3 separate regions of the Zea mays genome follow, and regions 1 and 2 are each linked to region 3. The links are chromatin contacts, called in public Hi-C maps. All regions are on one chromosome and are shown on one strand. Each heading gives the region's core, a stretch centred on a gene start, on an enhancer-like site or on the middle of the called end of the contact. The rest is flanking DNA. Distances are from core to core; before and after follow the strand shown. Region 1 holds the start of LOC103632346 (type I inositol polyphosphate 5-phosphatase 2). Region 2 holds the start of LOC103632344 (kinesin-like protein KIN-4A). Region 3 holds the start of LOC103632351 (F-box protein At1g47056).

Evidence for each region. A called contact is a pair of places that touch in the nucleus more often than the background predicts.
Region 1: a Hi-C map of endosperm shows a contact between it and region 3, with 4 times the contacts expected there. The contact joins the promoter of LOC103632346 here to the promoter of LOC103632351 in region 3. A contact is called at or near these places in 8 of 25 Hi-C or Micro-C datasets (bundle sheath, ear, endosperm and 3 more) and 1 of 3 datasets of contacts at active chromatin or transcription factors (leaf).
Region 2: a contact with region 3 is called in a Hi-C map of leaf, with 3 times the contacts expected there. The contact joins the promoter of LOC103632344 here to the promoter of LOC103632351 in region 3. A contact is called at or near these places in 4 of 25 Hi-C or Micro-C datasets (ear, leaf and tassel).

The regions. Positions count from the first base shown.
Region 1 is chr7:49,229,760-49,232,459 of Zm-B73-REFERENCE-NAM-5.0, reverse strand. LOC103632346 (type I inositol polyphosphate 5-phosphatase 2) reads left to right here and starts at 1,364. Exons shown (of 10, transcript XM_008654158.4): 1 at 1,364-1,784; 2 at 1,899-1,998; 3 at 2,090-2,167. The coding sequence starts at 1,752.
Region 2 is chr7:49,116,163-49,119,018 of Zm-B73-REFERENCE-NAM-5.0, reverse strand. LOC103632344 (kinesin-like protein KIN-4A) reads left to right here and starts at 1,405. Exons shown (of 25, transcript XM_008654154.3): 1 at 1,405-2,445. The coding sequence starts at 2,323.
Region 3 is chr7:49,779,633-49,782,332 of Zm-B73-REFERENCE-NAM-5.0, reverse strand. LOC103632351 (F-box protein At1g47056) reads right to left here and starts at 1,298. Exons shown (of 1, transcript XM_008654167.3): 1 at 1-1,298. The coding sequence starts at 1,283.

The DNA.
Region 1 (2,700 bases), core at 115-2,614, 550 kb after region 3:
CTATAGATGGCCAAACGGCGGCCCGGCACGGACCAGACGCCCGTGAGCCACAATTCTGGCCCAGGCACGTCATGCCGGCCTGCTGACTATGCTGGGCTAGCTCGTTAGCCCGTCGGCTAATTTGATTAAATCAGCGTAAAATGTTAAAAACCAATGCAGGAGGTGGGGTTCGAACCCATGCCTTGATGCAAGAAGGGCGGGAGACACTGGTGAAACTGTCTAACAATATTGAATATAAATTGTATACATGTATATACGTTTTTTTGTAAAATAAAAAATATATAATCGTGTTGGACCGGGCCAGCACTACAGGCCGAGACTATAGCCCAAGCACGACACAACGTTCTTGGCTCTTGCAAATATTATGTCGTTTCTGAGACCACATTGGCACAATGGACTCCATGGTGTTTGAGGTTGCTGAATTGGATGGAGCAACAATGATTTGTCACACTAACAGTAAAATGAAAGGTTATTTGTTGGTTTTAAACGTTAGTAATTGCTACAAAGTAGCATAATTTATATGGAGTGCATCCAGTTTTTATTGATGGCTGACTTTAGCAATCACTCTATATTTTGATCTATCTTTTTTATAAGTTTAAGTTCATGGGACTTATTTTAGAAACTTGAGCTCACAAACTTTCTCTTATTTGGTGTCTGTATGGTGGAATTATGTCATTTTATAATCTCTGTTCGTTTAATCAGTCGTTGTGAACTCTATTCTAATCGTTCACTTCATTGGCCGTGTTATACCAAGACATATTGGATGGAGTAAACAATAACATCAGTTAGCAAAATCAAAAAAATATTATACGGAGAGCGGGGACAATCAATAAAAAAACTTGAAATTTTTTTGCTGAATAGTTTACATAGATATTGTTGTAAGCCGTCGCAACGCACGAGCAACCGACTAGTTGACATTAATGTTTCACTCTGATGTAGCTCTTCCTCCACTTCTTATGTGAGCTGTCTCACTCTGTTTCACTTTGAGAAATATCTTGCTATCCTAGATGGTTAGAGGCCTTCCTGTTCTTTGATTCGGAACCAAGAGCCTAGTGTCTCTCTATTTCCATAGTAAAGTGAACAGGACCAGGACCACAGATAGTGCCCGTCTCCACCAATTTTTTGCGTCATCTGTCTGTGCTAATAAGTAATGGCTGTTTTGATCCATCAAATCCAGTATTTCTTTTCTCGAACACGCTGAAGAGCCCATCAAATCCAGTATGATCCACACATATGTGGACCTGTCCATCTCTTCGAACAGTATGATGATGCTGTGCTTGTCCCTGTCACATGGTATAATGTCTTGTTGGACCATGTGCACTTGGTAGAAGTTCATGCAGGACAAACACTGGATGTTGTCCACCAATTGTGCTCAAATTTTCGCATATCTACCCTTTTCTTAGTTTTCTTATGCTAGAAAGCAACAGTTGTTATATTGGTGTCTACTTCACATATTCTCCATGACCAAGTGGACAGCGGTGGGAGTATTCAATATGGATCTTACTGCTGCAAAAGCTATTCTGCAATTTGAAGGACAAGTGGTAACAGTGAACTAGCTGGAAACTTAATGCCGACTTCCACTTTGTCTAGTTGCATCTTTCCTGTATGTATTTATCTTGCATCTGCTTCCCCCCTAGTAACTCGTTGGAACATATCCCCCTAGTAGATAGTTGGAACATATGGACCTGTCTTTTCTTTGAAATGGAGGGAGGTTCGAAGTTTTGTTCCTAGCCTTCCTTGTAGCGTTGAAGATGATGAGAGATCAAAGAAGAAAACAGTCAGAGGTAATCTGCAGAAATGGGTAGCTTCAGTATATGCTTGTATGAATTATGATGGATCGTTTTTCCCTTTTACTGCTCTTGATAATGCCGAGTTATCTGACCTGGTATAAATTGCAGCCATTTTGGTCTTCAATGGTGATGAAAAAATGGCTAAACATCAGGCCGAAATTAAATGATTTCAGCGAAGACGAGTTTGATACAGGCAGTGAGGATAGTGGTATGAGGAATTGCATGGGTATTCTCTACAAATTTCTTTGCTTGTATCCTCAATAATTTCACGCAAATTAGAATTTTACACCTTTTCTCAGACGGTACTAACTCTGGAGATGATAATAACTTCTTTGAGATACATGGAAATCTCAAATACATGATTAGCAAATCATCAGGTAAGATTGTTTCCATAAACGCCTACAGTGATGTCTATAGCTTGACTGCGTTTTAAGCAGTGTTTTCCTAAATGCTTAACAGTGGGTCACCTACCATATAGTGACTATTTTGGCTAAACGGCCATTTAAATGGGAAATCAAGTTTAACATAATAGCACAGCTCTGGCATGTATTGTAAGTTTATTGTAGCATTCATTATAACTAGTTGACTAGTGCTTGTGGAGCTAAAGTTTGCTTTGCTTGCTACAACATTGTAGAAAAATACCATACTGTTCCTAATGGTGGCATAACAATGATTCTCTTGCAGCTTTAGGTTTGCAAAATTATTTCTCAAACACGCAGCGTCATTTCATTAAGAAGAATAGAGTGTACATAGAGTACAAGGGGAGAAGAATCTCCAAGCACACACACTAACACACAGATTTGCAAAATAATACCCTATCTTGAACCTGCAAAGCTCAGATTTATGCGGATATGTTGATACCCTATAAATAGAGTTTAGAAATGAGGATTTAAATTGTAGTGGTTTCTGT
Region 2 (2,856 bases), core at 156-2,655, 660 kb after region 3:
CCTTGGATGAAATAAGAAAAAAAGAGAAAGAGAGAGACCGAGCCGTGAAATATATAAAAAAACAAACAAGTACATTGTTCTGGAAGGCACATGGGACTGGCTAACCACCGAGACGTGAAAGGGGATCCAGCACTTTGTGCAAAACAATATGATACTCAGATAATGTGACGTGCATGTGTGCGCGCGCGAGAGAGGGGCACCTGCCCCCGCATAAACTACGGGATTATTACGTCGCTGTTAGAGGGGAGGTGGAGCGTTGGCATCAGCGACGTCCCGCGCGCAAACCGAATGTGGCCTGTTGAGACGCCATTCACGCGTACGCCTCCTCCTCCTCCTCCTCCTCCTCTGTTTCTGCTTGCTTGCTAACCTAATGGCATAGCAGAATTGACGCCCCATCAGCTTCGATCGATGGAGTTAGGAGTGTTGTTTGTTTCATCGTCTATCTACTGTCCTCTGAGTGACGGCGACGTCGCCATGCATGCTCTCGACACTCTTGCGCCTTGCAACTTATTAGGAGTACTTGTTACTTTACTACTCCGTTCTGACTTGACTCTAGACCACGTTCTGTGTGTGCTGTGCTGTCATATATAGCGTCGTTGGCCCGTGTTCGTTTTTTTTTGTAGCGGTGGTGGGAGGAGGAGGAGGAGATGGGGACAGCGTTTGTTAGCGATTCGAGGGGGAAAGCTTATTACATGAAACAACGGCACCAGTCAATGCTTTTCGGTCCCCCAAGTTAATTTCTTGTGGTCTTGTGGAAGCCACTAGGCAACGATGCGGCAGCGTCACGTTTATGGATGGGAAATACGTTACGGTATGTATAAAGTGCATGAGAACTCAACGTGGCGCTACAGTTACAGTATGCCTGGCTCCACATCACCACATGCAGTGCACTGCCGTACCGTGTACGTAGCTTGTCTTGTCCCGCTGTTGTTTTCCCTAGCTACTACACGTTGCCATTGTCCGTTACATTTACTATATATATATACTACCAGTACCAGAGAGCAGGTGGGCAGCTCTGATGTTCTGGCTCCTGACTGCCTTCACAGGCACTGAATCGGAGCAACAGTTCCGGTTTCTCTTTCTATTATTTCTCGATTAATAAGGCGAGAAAAAGGCGACCAGCGAATGAAATGGGGAAAATGTGTTTTCCTGATAGAAATCCTGCCCGCGATAATTATTTTTTTTATAAAAAAAAATTAGCACTACGTCTCGCTTGATAGGGATCCGTACGGAAAAAGATAAATCAGCAGATGGTAGGATTTACTTTCAAGACGAGAGAGAGAGAGGTCAGTTCGGTCAATTGTGCTTGGGTCACTAACAACCAAGAAGATGCCACGTCCTTGTTGCGGCGGACGGACGAGCGAGCGAGCGAGCAGTGGAAAGGTAATAACACCGCAGCTGCAGGCAGTGATTAATCACTCGCTCTCTCGCTCGCTCCCCGTCCCTGCCCACTCACTCACTCACCTTCGCCGGGAAAAAAAGGAGGAAAGGAAATAAAATACTCCAAGCCAAGAGAGCGGCAGGCCGCAGGGGCACCCCCCACACCCACAGGCCATCCTTCACCAGCACACACTCATCTCCCACACCTAGCCTAGCCTTGCTTTGTCCTCCTCCGTCTCGCTCTCGCTCTCCGTCTCCATTCCCACCCACCACCAAACACCAGGCCCAAAGGACCCCCCGCCTTCCCAACTAAGAGCACCAGCGCAGCGGGGAGGGGGAATCAGGGCAGCAAGATCCGAGCAGCAGGAGTGGCAAGCAGCATTTGTAGCCACAGCTCGCTCACTCAATTGCAGCTAGCCGCGGTTGCGGTTGGACTGGATCGGCGGCAGGGCAGGGCAGGGCAGGGCGCGCGGCGGTGGTGGTAGTTGCAGAAGTGACGGTCAAGTTTTCCTCGCTCCTTGCTTCGGCCGAGACTCCGCCTGACGCTACTACCAACATCTCCACCTGAATCCATCTCTATCTACCTCGCACGAACGAACAGAGACAGGGGAGGGGAGGGGGGGAATTGAAGTGTAACCCAAGGAAAGGAACCATGATGGTGTGGCAGGCGGAGGAGGAGGATTGATCCATCCGTCAACCCATCAGACCCGTCCATCCATCGGTGGTGGTGGTGGTGGCTGCTGTTACTCGCTATCACCATCTGCTGCTGCCTGCTTTAGTCTTTTGCTTCACTTCTCTTCTTTCTATCCTTCCTCCCCCTGTCTGTTTGTCTGTCTTATTGCCCTCCCTGTTCTTGTTGCTGCTTGCATTGAGAAAAGAGAGAGAGAGAGACAGAGAGAGATAGAAAGTGGTTGCTAGTTGTATGGTCGTCCGGTGGGCGCGATGACCATGGAGCACGGCGAGGATTGCTGCGTCAAGGTGGCGGTCCACGCGCGCCCCCTCATCGGCGACGAGAAGCTGCAGGGCTGTAAGGACTGCGTCGCCGTCGTGCCGGGCAAGCCGCAGGTATCGATTCTGCGACTTCTTTGCTTCTTCGCTGGGGAGTGGGCCGGGCATGAATCTTCGGATGTTTCTGAACCTGTGTTTCCCGCCCTCCTGCGTGTGCCTTGTTTACATCTCGGATACACAATTCAGACTCTGGATTGACCCCTGCCAAACAATATTTTTAGAAGTCTGCCTGTCCTGCTATTTCCCCATGTTTTCTAGTACAATTTTCAGAGGCATTTTGACACTGCATGCAGATTTTCAGGGTGTTTCTTCTTCTTCTTCTTCTTCTTCTTCTCTGTATTCTATTCTATCTTGCACCGCTGAGAGTCTGTTTCGCCAACAAGAGTACAGGTACAGCAGAGCAGAGATAAATTGACCATGTCGAAACAATCCAGATCTCTCTCCGTGTGTGTGCGTGGGAGAGAGGGG
Region 3 (2,700 bases), core at 49-2,548:
GCCTTGATGCACAGCTTACGCAAAGCAGAACATTTGGAGGCGACACATGACATCTCTGCATCACCAAACGTGTCGGACCCACACAGTGCGAGCCGCTCTAAGGTGGGGCAGTTCGTTGCAATCAACTCAAGACTTAATGATGTCAAATTCACACCAATGAGGACCAGTTCCTGCAAGCTGGAACATTTCTGTGCAACAGCCGCAAGCCCCCGGTCACCAATCCTGTTTGCTTTCCAACCATCAACATGCAGCTTGCGGAGGCGTGGCGACTTAGCAGCAAGCTCAGCTAATCCGATATCAGTGACCTCAGGTGCCTTGGCAAGGTAGAGTACCTCGAGCCCATATAAGGCAGCTACACCCCAGTCACTGACCTGCAGCTTCTCGAGATGGAGCTCGGCTAGGAGAGAATCCCTTGGAACGTCCTGGAGCACGATATCCCAGTTACCCGCGCATCTGATAATCTTGAGGGTTTTGAGGTTTGGCGACTGAGTGATCAAACAGGAGAAGCACTGGCCGTTGTACAGATCCTTAAGCGATAGAGATTGAAGGCGTGGGCTGGAGACGGAGATGGGCTCTGACTCAGCGAGGCCACGGAGGCGCTTGACGGAGAGCTCCTCGAGGTGGAGGCACGAGCGGAGGACAGCCTCGATTCCCTTGGCCCCGAAGTCGCAGGATCCGACGGAGAGCTTGCGGAGGTTGGCGGCCGCGGCGGCGAGCGCGGCGACCCCATCGTCGGTGACCGCACGCAGGGAGCGGAGCTTGAGGCGCCGAAGGCCCGGGCCGAGGCGGTCCGCAACTTGCGCGAGGGCCGGGTCGCCCACGCTCTCGGCGCGGCGGTCGCACTTGAGCGCGAGCTTGGAGACGGCGGGGAAGCGCGCGAGGAGGCGGGGGAGGGCGGATTCGGCGAGCGGCGATGCCCTGGCGTCGATCGCGAGGCGGAAGCGGGAGGCGGCCTCTACGACCAGCCAGCGGCGGCAAACGAGGGAACATCGCTTGCGGTCGCCGGAGCCGAGAAGACCGAAGACGAGGGCGAGGAGCTCCTCAGGGAGGTCGGCGGTGTGATCCTCCCCGACGGCGTCGGCGATGGAAGAGAGGATCTGCGGCGGAACGGACAGCGCGGGCGACAGAGGCAGGGGCGGGGGCTTGCGGTGGCGCGGGGCGGAGAGGCACTGGCCCATGGGAACGGGCGGCGGCGGATCTGCCGAGGAAGGGGAGGAGGACCGGGGAGGAGAGGAGTGGTTGGGTGGACGGCTGGACGCTGCGGACGCCACCAAGGGATTCATCCCGATTAAATGCTACTGTCCTGTCCGTGGGCTAATTCCACGCCAGTTTCTTTTTTTTCTTTGTATTATTATTACTACTATTAATTACTTTATTTCTGTGGTTTGCCTGGCTAGTCGCGTGCGATTTGGGCTTGGGCAAAACAATGACATTAGCCATTGACGCCGCTACTCTTACGAATTCCATAATTACGATGGCAAATCCTTTTTTCTAAATTTCCCGTTTGATGAAAGCTTTGTTTGACCTTTTAATATAAAGGATACTATCAGAAAAATACTCTTGATGTTCCGAAAGAGCAAAATTAAAAATGCTTCCGTTTATAAATATATGATATTATTGACTTTAAAAAAATTAACCATTCATCTTATTCAAAATAATAATGACTTATTATTAGTTTATGCTTGATTTAAAATCTTATATTTTTAAATAAATAATGAATAAAACGAGTGGTCAAAGTTTTCGAAAAAAGTCAACAGTGTTATTTGTGAACGGAGGTAGTATCCTATACGCTTAAATTGTCTTAAATATGACTTTGAATATTTTGATTTTTTTGAATTTTTTAATAAGAGGCTTCGGTCAAATTTGATGTCGAAAAGTTAAGTGAATTATAAACGGGGACAAAGAGAGTATATCGTAGTGACAAATGTGGTTTACTCTGACTTTCTTCAGTGAATTGTGTAAAATAGGAGGCATGAAACCGTAGATGGCACTGTTTGCCGTTGTTTGTAGAGTGTCACACCCGGTCCTATGGGCAAAACCGAATACATAGCATATATGTGCCAGAATCTATTTATCACATATATATTGACGTCACAAGTGTAATATATCAAAAGACAATGTAATAAATGCGTAAAGAGTGTATAATAACTTTATTACATCATCCAGACATAAAAGCCTCAAATAGTATCATCATCAAAGTACGACGGATATAGCATGGGCAATCTTCCACAAGAAGATGACTCGCACATCGCTAGACTCAGTACTCGTCATCACCATCGTCACAGTCTTCCTCATCAGCTTCTAATCAAAATATTAGCAAGGGGTGAGCTTATTTATGGTGGGGGCTCAGTAAGTGGGAGAAGTTATACAAGGTTTACAAGGTAGGCTATGGATAATCGGTAAGCATTTTAGTTGGTCAATATTTTATTAACAACGCCTATCTTACTAATTGTAAGTGTATCTTAAAATATCTCAATTAATCATAAGCATATGATTATATCAAAAACATTTAAGTGAAACCACTTAAGCAAAACATTTATAAATCATCGGATCACGATTTGTTCTCCATCTTTAAGTTCAGTTATCATGTGAGGGTCCAGGTTGCACTTAACCGTGAGCACGGCTCACATATCATTTTACACTCTGCAGATGTGGTACAACTTTATCTACAAGCCATGTATCCCATCTAGCCTAGGTTGT